Linked DNA regions of Oryctolagus cuniculus: region 1 is linked to region 2. A link is a contact called in public Hi-C data. All regions are on one chromosome and are shown on one strand. Each heading gives the region's core, a stretch centred on a gene start, on an enhancer-like site or on the middle of the called end of the contact. The rest is flanking DNA. Distances are from core to core; before and after follow the strand shown. Region 1 has its middle 63 kb from the start of PRSS55. Region 2 overlaps PINX1 (PIN2 (TERF1) interacting telomerase inhibitor 1).

The links. A called contact is a pair of places that touch in the nucleus more often than the background predicts.
Region 1: a contact with region 2 is called in a Hi-C map of embryonic fibroblasts, with 5 times the contacts expected there. The contact joins two enhancer-like sites. A contact is called at or near these places in 4 of 6 Hi-C or Micro-C datasets (ear pinna, embryonic fibroblasts, psoas muscle and 1 more).

The regions. Positions count from the first base shown.
Region 1 is chr2:43,937,552-43,943,206 of mOryCun1.1, forward strand. No RefSeq gene overlaps it. Among named protein-coding and RNA genes, the nearest start is that of PRSS55, 63 kb to the right of the region's middle. Within about 2 kb of position 1,465, at least 1 of the 8 cell types and tissues checked has an H3K27ac peak or open chromatin away from gene starts, as enhancers often do.
Region 2 is chr2:43,692,409-43,698,570 of mOryCun1.1, forward strand. It overlaps PINX1 (PIN2 (TERF1) interacting telomerase inhibitor 1), which reads left to right. Exons shown (of 7, transcript XM_008248958.4): 3 at 1,733-1,825; 4 at 3,139-3,217. Among named protein-coding and RNA genes, the nearest start is that of PINX1, 11 kb to the left of the region's middle. Within about 2 kb of position 1,638, at least 1 of the 8 cell types and tissues checked has an H3K27ac peak or open chromatin away from gene starts, as enhancers often do.

The sequences.
Region 1 (5,655 bases), core at 215-2,714, 240 kb after region 2:
AGGAGGCCTGGTGGGACACCCACGTGCCACACCAGGGCGCCCGGCTCTGCTCCTACATCCTACTGATGCACACCCTGGAGGCAGCAGGCGATGGCTCGCGTCACGCAGCCCCTGCCCTTCGCGCCGGCTTCCTAGACTGAGTTCCCACGTCCTAGCATTGGCCTGGCCCCAGCCTGGCTCTTGTGGGCACGTGGAGAGTGAACTGGTGGATGGGTGCTCTGTCTGTCTGTCTTTCTGTCTCTGTGTCTTCCCCACTCTATATCTCTGCTTCTCAAACAAATAAACTAAATAAAGAAAGAAAAGAAATAAGGTTCAGGTTGGTTTGTTTTTTTTCCCGTGTGCAGGGCTCCATGGCACACACTTTGTAGACTAAATCCTCACTCCATCCTCCCAGCTTTCCTACTTATTTATTTCATCCTACTAGGTTGCTTTCAGTCTGTACAAGCTGGGCCCAAGAAATGGATAAACAGACAGTCTCAACACCGCCTGTCCGGACTGTGCCCAGGAGAGAAGCAAAGATCCCTTCCTCGCCCATCACTTGTCCCCGCGCCACTCTTCTGCAGCCACTAAGTCTGGCTTGGGAGCTGGGATTTGATGTCCTCCACACATTCACTCCTGAGCCACAGAGCTCTCAGCCACTGGCCTGGCTGTCCTGGGAGCACTCAATCAGCCTGGCAGGACGCTAGGCCATCAGGACAACTGGCTTGATCTTTGGCCTAGCCCAAGGTTTTTGGTCTCCCTGCTGTCCCCAGGGCTGGCTCCCCGAGTGGCTGGCAGGTCCCCAGAAATGTGAAGAGCCACTCACCCCAGGCCACGGGAGAGGAGCCCCCTTGCTGGACCTCCCATGTACAGGAGGACAGCAGAGGGGGTCAGAGGTCCCTGAGCACCTGGGGTCAGAGGGGTGGCCATGCTGGGAGCTCGTCTCTCCTATGGGGTGACTGTGAGGGCCCTTCGGGGGGGATTCATGGTTTCTCATCTGCACCTGTGCCTTCCCTCAGGGGCTGGAGGCTGCGGGGGGTGGGGCACTGCCTCCCTCCCCCACACTCCTCCCTGGGGAGCACTGCCCACCAGGCAGTCTCTAGTCTGCGGGGAGGGAGGGCCACCGCGCCCCGGGACCTCCTGGCTCGGGAGAGTCCCTGCGCCACTCATTGTCCCTCTCTGGCCACTTTTCCTCTGCCGCATTGTTCCCGTTATCAGCATCCTCCACGCTGCAGCGGCTGCACAGGAAGGCGCTGCTGCCGCCCAGGCTGTTGCCAGGGCGTGCGGGACGCCAGGTGTCCTGCGCCGGAGCGGCGGGGTATGCGTCCCGTCACGGGGCCTTGCTGCTCTTGGGAGGGTCCTCGTTCTGACGCTCGGGGAAGGGGCAGGAGCCCTGGGTGCCCGCCCCCCCGCGCCACTGTCCAGCTGTGCCATCGGGAGGGGCACTCAATGTCTCCGTGTCTCTCCCTTTGGGTCCAGGGTCCCGCCCCAGTTAGAATCTCTGCCTCCGTTCCTTCTCGGCGAAGCTCAGGGCTGTCCGTTTCACCACAAGCCCCTCGTAGCCTGCACTGCGAGAGGAGGGCGAGCGTCCCTGCTGCTGCGGGGTGGAAGTGACCCTGAGCCGGCCCCGCCCGCCCCCCTTCCTGGGAAGAGAGCTGTATTTCACAGCAGGCCTAATAAGGCAGCTCCGACCCAGAGCTCTGGGGAGAAAGGGCTAGGGGAAGGGAAAAAGAAGCCTGCCCCCACGCTGGTCTGTGCGAAGCTAGAATGTCCTAGGAACCTTAAGGAGAGCCGGGTGGAACAAATACTCAGATGAACAGAAAATGCCTGGGAAAACATAAATATGCACCACGCAATATTTGGCCCAGATGTGCTAAGGAATGGTTCTTCATCCGAAATGCGAATGTAACGGCTCATTCTGTGTTTCCTCTGGGAACCAGGCTGAGTCTCCCTGGGGAGATCTGGAATGTTCCCGCAGGTGTTTGGAAGGCCCAGCCGGGATGGGAGAGAGTGGGGGTACCTTCCTGAATCTGTCTCATTCCCTGGTTTCTCTCCTGCAGGTGGGGTGGCTCTCTAGGGGCAGGAAACAGTCCAAGTCTGGACCCCCCCACCCCCTACCCCAGCATCCTCCATCTGCCACTTAGGCCCCTGGCCACAAAGAACCCAGGCAGCTGGGCCCTCTTTGTTCCTACAGGTGGGTGTGCTTCGCCCCCTGCTGGCAAATGCAGAAATGACAATTTCTCATTGAGGCGACTTTAGGGTCCATCAATTCTTTATCTGTTCCCAGACGATCTGGAGTGTGCCTTTGTGTGTATGCAAGGAAAATTCACCTTTGTGAATCTTTGCTGTTGAACAATCTCACTTCTTTTCCTTTAGCCAAGCAGGAAACTGGAGAAAACGAAACATAAGGTTCACCTCTTTTGTGTTGTAGGAGTCAACTCAGAAACTTCAAGAAGTACACAGCAGTCTGTAGAGTAACTCCCTGCAGTTACTAGTAGGTACAAGCCCCCGGGGATGAGGGCACGCAGAAGCCCCTCCTGCCTGTCCCGACTGGCTCTCCAGGGCTGTGGAGCAGGTGCAATTCTGGAGTGTCTGTGTGGGCGACAGCCGTCTCATCCAGTGATGCGGACAACTCAATGCTTCCTGTGCTCCTCTTCTGCACTGCATCCTCTAAGACACCTCCAAGGGACAGTGACCGCAGGGCCCAGTGCTGCTCGCTGTGCGCACAACAGCAAATGGTGGTAATGAGAGCTGGCTCTTAGTCCTACATAACATAGACAGCTCTAAATAAAGGGATTCACTCCATGGCAAGCCTACAGGAACTAGCGGACACTTTTCACGGTCAAGGATTTGGAATCTGGGCAGGCATTTAGCCTAGCAGCTAAGTTGCTGGTTAAGATGTCCACGGCCTGTATGGGAGCTCAGCACCCAAAACTGGCAATCCAGCTCATGGATAGAGAATGACACCTCGAGATCCTGCTATCTTCAGAGTTTTGAGTGTCGGGGGGCATTGTTCCGAGACCAGCCCTCTTGCCTTGTACAAATTGCACAAATAATGCAATGCTCCTCCTTTACTGATTGTAAGCTCTATCTTCATCCCAAGCCCTCAGACAGAGGTAGGCTTCATCTGCCAGTGTCCACCTTATGCCCAGCTAGTGCTGTCCCTTTCCCTACCAGGTCCGCCCTGCCCCCTGCCCCAAGGCCCACAGCGAATGCCCGGTAAAAGAGAATAATAGAGGGAAGGCTTCTTGGGGAAGTAATTGGATCTGCCGCAATGCAAACTTGAGGTTCAAAGAGAGTGGAACAGAACGGGAGGAAGTGTCACACAATGGGTGTAGGCTGGTGCAGGGGTTTCTAGACAGGGAGGGCGGCCACACCAGGCCTGGGCTCCTGAGTGAGACAGGGGCCTCTTTGTGAACCTGCAGCCCCTCATCTGTGGGGCCGGTTTGGACAGGAGACCTGAGAACCAGTTAGGTGACTGCTCTCAGAGCATCCAGGGGCACTTGATTCAAGCTTGGATTTTAGGTAAACAGTGCCCTCTACTGCCCAGAAGCTGGCATGACAGCTCACGGGGCACCATTGCTTCCCCAGAAGAGCAAAGTGGGAACAAGGTGGAAATGATGGTTTGACCTGCAACACAAGGAACATCTTTTGCCAGAGAGAGGGGTCAGTCTCAGCGACACGCAGCTGGCCTTCGCATCTGAGAGTTCTACCCACAGTGGACTCAACCAACCGCAGGTGGAGACTACAGTGAGGCCCAGGATGGTGACCTGTTTTCGGGACATGTACAAACCATTTCTCCCCCTTGCTTTCACTCCCTAATAATACAGCATAACAGCTATGCACATAGTATTTTCATTGTGTTGGGTTGTATAAGCAATCTGCAGGTGTGTTAAAGCATGCAGGAGGGGCTGGCGCTGGGGCACAGTGGGTTAAGCCGCCACCTGCAACACCAACATCTCATATGGGCATCGGTTTGAATCCATGTTGCTCTGCTTCCCAAGAAAACACCAGAAGATGGCCCAAGGGCTTGGGCCCCTGTACCCGCCTGGGAAACCCAGATAGAGCTCTTGGCTTCAGCCTGGCCCAGCCCCAGCCATTGTAGCCATGTGGGGAGTGAACCAGCAGATGGAAGATCTCTCCCTCTCCCTCTCCCTCTCCCTCTCCCTCTCCCTCTCCCTCTCCCTCTCCCTCTCCCTCTCCCTCTCTTTTTTCCTCCCTCTTTGTAACTCTGACTTTTAAACAAATAATGAATCTTTAAAAAAGTATACAGGAGGGTGTACATGTTATATGCAAATACAGTGTGATTTTTTAAAAAAGATTATTTATTTATTTTATTTGAGAGGTAGAGTTATAGACACAGAGAGGGAGGGAGGGGAGAGAGAGAGAAAGAGAGAGAGAGAGAGAGAGAATCTTCCACCTGCTGGTTCATTCCCCGATTGGCCACAACGGCCGGAGCTGGGCTGATCCAAAGCCAGGAGCCAGGAGCTTCTTCCAGGTCTCCCATGCCATCTTCTACTGTTTCCCAGGCCATAACAGAGAGCTGGATCAGAAATGGAGCAGCTGGGACTCGAACCAGCACCCATATGGGAAGCCGACACCACAGGCAGAGGCTTAACCTACTATGCCACAACACTGGCCTCAGAGAAGGGGCCACCTGGAGGTGCTGGGGATTGAACCCAGGGCCTAGTGCATGCTAAGCATACGTTCTACCACTGAGTTACACCCCTGTGGGCTGCAATGTGATTTTATATCAGGGACTTAAGCATCTGCTGACTTTGGTGTCTGTGGGGGCTTCTAGAACCTGCTGCCTGTGGATTCCAGGGGTGACCTAGACTGATGGATCTGCTGAGCCTGCTGTGGCCCTTAGAACTCTGTCTGCACTAAGACATGATAATATGCACACTTGGGGCTGGCGCCGTGGCTCAATAGGCTAATCCTCCACCTTGCGGCACCGGCACACCGGGTTCTAGTCCCGGTTGGGGTGCCAGATTCTGTCCCGGTTGCCCCTCTTCCAGGCCAGCTCTCTGCTGTGGCCAGGGAGTGCAGTGGAGGATGGCCCAAGTGCTTGGGCCCTGCACCCTCATGGGAGACCAGGATAAGTACCTGGCTCCTGCCATTGGCAGCGGCCATTGGAGGGTGAACCAACGGCAAAAGGAAGACCTTCCTCTCTGTCTCTCTCTCTCACTATCCACTCTGCCTGTCAAAAAACAAAAACAAAAACAAAACAAAAAAAAAAAAAAACAAAAAAAAAAAACAAAATATGCATACTTGGTTGGCACATGCAAACAAAACACTTTGTCTACCTGTTTGAATGCAGCGATTGACTGGTCTTTGCAGGCAGAAGGGGAAGTTTTGTCAGTGCAGTTTATCCCCCTAATCAAGCATTAACCACACGTACCCCTCCCAGACCCCTGATTTCACCTAAGTTAAGAGAAGTCATGATCGATAACTCCCGTGCTTTGTTAGGTAACTTGAAGTATCTCCCCAGGAAACCTGAATTTCCCTTTAAAGCATTTGAGGCGACAGTGTACGCGGTGATGTAAAATTACCCTGGCACAGCCCTTAGATACAAAAGCCCCGTGTCCACTTTGTCTTCGCTCCTGGGTTTTCTGGGTGCCATGGCTTCCGCTCCTTTCCCAGCCTGGGTTCCGAGGGGAGCACCTGCTCTCTGGC
Region 2 (6,162 bases), core at 388-2,887:
AGTAGATTACATGTCTTCTCCTTTTTCTCACATTCCATTTATTGCTGACTCAAGTAAGAACTTCCGCTATCTCGACACCTAAATGGTTCTTGTCAAGGTCTGTAGTGAACTTGTTGTCAAGACCAGCAGACCCCTCTTTGATCTCATAGTGGTCACTCCATTAGCAGTGTTGGAAATAATAGCCTGCTTTCTCTCGGAAACACTTCTGTCTTGGCTTCCACACACTGCCCTCTTTCCTGTTTTGTTTTTGCTTTTTTCTTCTCCGTGACCACGCTGGCTCTTGTTCCTGCAGAGCTCCCCTGTGTTCAGCCCCAGGCCAACTCGAGTGCTCCGTTCAGGTGGTTCCGTGCATTCCTGTGCCATGCTTGGAATTATCTGACGCCCGTGAGCTGGCCCTTTTCTGTGTCTGGTCCAGTTGTGTCCTCTGTGCACCAGGCAGAGACCTTTTCCTGGGGACGAAGTGTCTCAAGGGTGTCATTTTTATTGTAAAACCCTCCATCTCCTGCATCTTTTCTGCCCCAAGTTTTCCCCATTCTCTCTAGAAATACTCACTTCAGGACAGAAAGGAATTCTGCTGTCTCTCTACGGACTCTGCTCTTTGAGTTTCTGCATCCCTGATCGTTGTTCTGTATCCAGACACTGCCCTGGTCCAGTCACTGTCATCACCTGTCCTTAGCCCCGCCCCTGCCTCTCAGCTGCTTCTCTGCTTCCTCTCTTTTCCTTCTCTGGTATCATAAAATAGCCAGAATGAGCTGTTTGTTTCTTTGTTTTTGGTCTTTTTTTTTTTTTTTTTTTTTTAATTTATTTGAAAGTCAGAGTTACACAGAGAGAAGGCATAGAAAGAGAGAGAGAGGTCTTCCATCCGTTGGTTCACTCCCCAGTTGGCCGCAATGGCTGGAGCTGCACCAGTCTGAAGCCAGGAGCCAGGAGTTTCTTCCAGGTCTCCCATGCAGGTACAGGGGCCCAAGGACTTGGGCCATCTTCTACTGCTTTCCCAGGCCATATCAGAGAGCTGGATCAGAAGTGGAGCAGCCAAGACTTGAACCGGTGTTCATATAGGATGCTGGCATTGCAGGCGGTGGCTTTACCTGCTGCGCCACATAGAATGAGCTTTTAATCTCTGGAGATTAGATCATGTCATTCCCACTTAAAAATCTAGCAGATTCCTACCTTAACTTCCCAGGAAGTCCCATCCTGTGAGATCTAGCCCTCTTTATTCACTTCGCTGAAGCCACCTGGGTGCCTTTGCAGCTCTCCAGTGCACCAAGCCCTTTGTAGAGCCCTGCACTGGTTCTTCTCCTTACCTGAATTCCTTCTAAATGCAGGAGTGGTCACTGATGCAGGCCACTTGGAGTTTGGCCTCCTTCCTTCCTCTGTGTCATTTTGTGAAATTAATGGAGAGAGCCATAGACGCCAGACCTCCAATGGGCTTCTCTTTGTTTTACAGCAGTGGTCTGCTTCCGAGCACCTGCAAGGGGCATGCCTGTGTAGTGGTTATGTGGGCCTTGTGTTTGGTCTCCGTTTGAAGATCTGGCATGTGTTAGTAAGTGCCTGCTTGGTGTTAATAGACACGTTACCTTCGAAGAATCCACTCGACTGAGTCTACCCGGAGGGCCAGGCTGTGCCTCACTTCTAGATGCTTAGTAGCTAGCTGAACAGTTGCTGAAAGCAGGAAGAGGGAATCTCCCTTTCTAGCAGGTACAAATGCTAACTTTGTGTTTGATCTCTACAGGGCTTAGGGGCTCAGGAGCAAGGAGCCACAGAGCATATTAAAGTTCAAGTTAAAAATAATCACCTGGGACTCGGAGCGACGATCAATAATGAAGTGAGCAACAGGGTGCCTGCTGGGTGTTTGCCTGCTTGACTGACTTTGGTTTTGTAAATACTCACATTGATGAGCAGTTTTAACCATGCAAGTCTGCATAGTCCATGCTTTGTGTCACTGAGAGCCCCAGCTAAGCTGATTCTTCATTATGTCTTCTGCTTTCACCTTGCCTTACTGTCCTTGGGGATGCCTTACTTGCTCATGACTAAGAGACCCAGGTTAGTTTTATTGCTAAACTTGGCAAAAAATTTTCTTTTTATAGAAATAATTGACTTCAGAACAGAAAGGAACTTTTGTCTTTACCTGTGTACTAATATTAGCTCATATTATTGAAAGTGGATAATATTTTGTTTTGAAAGTATTGCAGGAAAGTGGTGTTTCCTGTCTGTCTGGCTCTGACTTCAGGTGTTCAGCAGTTGAATTTATTCACATTTGTTCTTGAACATTGAAACTTCAGAAATGTGACAGTATAATTAAAAATTAGTGGCCTACCATGCTTTCCACTTTCAGTGTCACTGTTGGCTTTAGAAAGTACGAAAGCTGAAAGTGTTCTTCCTAAATTTTTGCAGCCAACAGAATCTGGTAGAAAATTGGGAGCGTTATTTTAGGTAAGCTGAATTGTTCTGATCAGTTAAGCAGCATTGAGTGGATTGGTGCAGTGTGGATTTTCTGCTTCCAAAGAAAGAATTTGTGTACGGTTGATTTTGAATGTAGTTTTTGAGAGATAGATAACACAGAATACTTATTTTCTTTGGAGATCCACATTCTTTTATAAAGTCAGATTCTGTTTATTGTAATGAACTTACTAACCAGCCACCATATAAATGTGTGCATATTGATCCAGAGGACATAGTCCTTCCTCATCCCTTCACCAGAGTTTACAGAATAAAAAATTGGAGCTGATGCAAATAATTAGAATTGTGTAAAATATTTTAAGTGCTATTGAGCAAAGAAGAGAGTGTCTATACCTCTTACTGCTCTTGCCCTGGGAACCACATAGTTTCCCCAAATGGGAAAAAGGTGGGAATTTTATTTTAATATTTAACACATAGACAGCCTGTTGGTTTTTGACACCAAGTTGGATAAGTCATCCAGTTTTGAAATCAAGGCTTAGGCTTCCAAGTAGCTCCTTTTTAATGTTGATTTAGGTAAGTCACATTTCTTGAATTCATTCAGACTTTTCAAAGAGCATTTTAATGGACCATTAAAAATTTTGTATTAACTACCAGATTTCCTTTACTCTAAAATATGTCCTCTCTCAGTCATTCTAGGGAAACCACAGGTTCCCATTCGTTCCTTTTTGGTATTTTCAGGACAACTGGATTGCTCATCAAGATGATTTTAACCAGCTCCTGGCCGAACTGAACACTTGCCATGGGCAGGAAACAGCAGGTAGGAAGATGTCATGTTGTTAATCATCAGGTTTACAGGATGTAATCTCAGTGTAAAATATTGTTATCAACTCTTTTTTTCTTTTTAAAGATTTATTTATTTATTTGAAAGTCAGAGTTAGAGAGAGAGAGACAGAGAGAAAGGTCTTCCATCCACTTGTTCACTCCCCAAATGGCTGCAGCGGCCAGAGCTGCGCCAATCTGAAGCCAGGAGTCAGGAGTTTCTTCTGGATCTCCCATGCGGGTGCAGGGACCCAAGGACTTGGGCCATCTTCTGCTTTCCCAGGCCATAGCAGAGAGCTGGATTGGAAGTGGAGCAGCCAGGACTTGAACCGGCATCCATATGGCACTGCAGGTGGTGCTTTACCCGCTACGCCACAGTGCTGCCCCCTGTCAACTCTTTACTGTAAGCAGCCTGAGTGTGAAGGTGAAGCAGTTGAAACTATTACAAATGCTTATTTCTGTTTGTATTTTAATGGTGTTTTCATTGAATGAACTTTTAGCCACAACAAAGGTTTTTTCCCCCATTAAGAATTTGAGCATGGCAAGATAAATCCATTTAGTTTATACCTCAAATTTGATACAGTTGATCTTTCTACGAATGCTTGAATATGACCAAGAAAATGTTTTTAAAATGCAAAGCAAGAAATAGGAAGAGGACCTTTAAACAGTAGCCTGTGAAGGCTTAAAGGAAACCCTGTGCTCCGCAATTCAGCCCAGCAGACTTTGTTTCCATTTGAAATTCCCGGAGGTGGTTCAGGTTGCTCAGGAACAGTCAAATTTGTTGCAAAGGGCTCATTGTAGACTTTCTATTCCCAAACTGTAGGAATGGAATAGAGAACCTTGCATTTTGTCTATTAACTTAACAGAAAGGCAATACCATTGGGAGAGGGAAAGGGCATGGATGGTCTAATCTCCCGTCTCTGAAGCTGTGGCCATTAGATGTGATTTTAGAGTGTAACAGAAGTTTTTTCTCCCTGGCTGTTGGGAAGGAAAGGATATAATTTTAATTAATTCCACTGCATATTCATAATGAAGTCTAGACTATTATTTTTTCTGCACTTTTTTTTTAAATGTGGTAAACTACACATCATGAAATTTACCACCTTAACCATTTTACTGTGGATGTACTTGGTGCTGGTGTGGTGAGGATGTGACACTACATGACCATCACTGTGACCTGGCACGTTTACGTCGTCGTGCTGCCGCTATCACTGTGTGCACAGAGCTCGTCATCTTGTGAAACCAAATCTCTGTACCATCGAACGGCAACTCCCCCGGCCCCGGCCCCACTCCCCACCATTCCCCTTTCCGTCTCTACTGACTGACTACTCTAAGAGTCACACAGTCTTGGTCCTCCTGTGACTGAGTTATTTCCCTTAGCATAATGTCCTCGAGGGCCATTCGTGCTACAGCACGTGTTCCTTGTTAAGGCAGAGTAATATTCCATTTGGTAGTTCTAGAATACATTTTGTTTATCCATCCATCCATCAAAATACACTTGGATTGTTTCCACCTTTTATGAATAATACTGTGAACTTGGATGTGCACATATCTCTTTGATGTGCTGTCAGTTCTTTTGGGTATGTATCTAGGGGAATTGCTAGATCATATCATAATTCTATTGTTAATTTTTAGAGGAACTGCCATACTTTTTTTTAAGGTTGTTCATTTAATTTTTTAAAAGATTTTATTTTATTTTATTTATTTGAAAAGGAGAGTTCCAGAGAGAGAGGGAGAGACACAGTGAAAGCAATCTTCCATCCACTGGTTCACTTCCCAAATGGCCACAATGGCCTGGGGCTGTGCCAGGCCAGTGCCACAAGCCTGGAACTCCAACCAGGTCTCCCACATGTGGGCCGGGACCCGGACACTTGGGCCATCGTCCTCTGCTTTCCCAGGTGCATTAACAGAGAGCTGGATTGGAAGTGGAACAGCTGTGACTCATTTGTGATGACGCAGTGCAGGCGGCCTTCCCATACTGTTTTCTCTGGTGCTAGTGGCTGGACCAACAGCATACAATGGTTCCAGTGTCTCCAGAGCCTCACCAGTGTTCGTTATCTTCTGTTTTTTTAAACCATCTTAATGAGTATGAGATGGGGTCTTATTTTAGTTTGATTTGCATTTTTCTGTTGATTAGAGATGTTGGGTCTCTTCATATTCACTGAGTATCGTATATATATATATATTTTTTTTTTTTTAAGATTTATTTATTTATTTGAGAGGTAGAGTTACAGACAGAGGGAGAGACAGAGAAAAAGGTCTTCCATCGCTGACTCAGTCTGGGATTATCCAAAGTCTGGAGCCTCTTCTGAGTCTTAGATTTGAGTTCAGCAAACATTTAGTGGGATTTGTGCAAGGAACTACTTCAAGCTTGAGCACACACCGATGCATAAGACAGTCCTGCGTGGGAGGGAGCTGGCGGGATATGCTGGTCATCGTGTGGGCAGATCACAGTGCGGATGTAACTGTAGGAAGGCTCACTGCCTCGCCATGTGTGGGAGCGGGCCCACGGAGTGCTGGGGCAGGTGCTGTGTGTGTTTTCCTGCACCTCATCAGGCTTCCTCAGAAATGTGTAACCTGGACTGCTTTGCTCATCCATCGGATAAAGATTTTGAAATTCCCCAACAGTTCTATGTGTGGTCCTATATGAAGGGTAGTAATTTGTTAGCAAAACTGTAAGGAAAATGTTTTGTGAAAATATTGAACTCGTATTAGAAAAAGCAGAATATCTGAAGTAGTAAAACTCAAGGATGCTTTTTCTTTTTCTTTTTTTAAAGATTTACTTATTTATTTGAAAGGCAAAGTTACAGAGGCAAAAAGAGAGAGGGAGAGACAGAAAGATAGAGAGATCTTCCATCTGCTGGATCACTCCCCAAATGGCTGCAACCGTAGGGACTGGGCCAAGCTGAAGCCAGGAGCCCAGAGCCTAATCCAGGTCTCCCA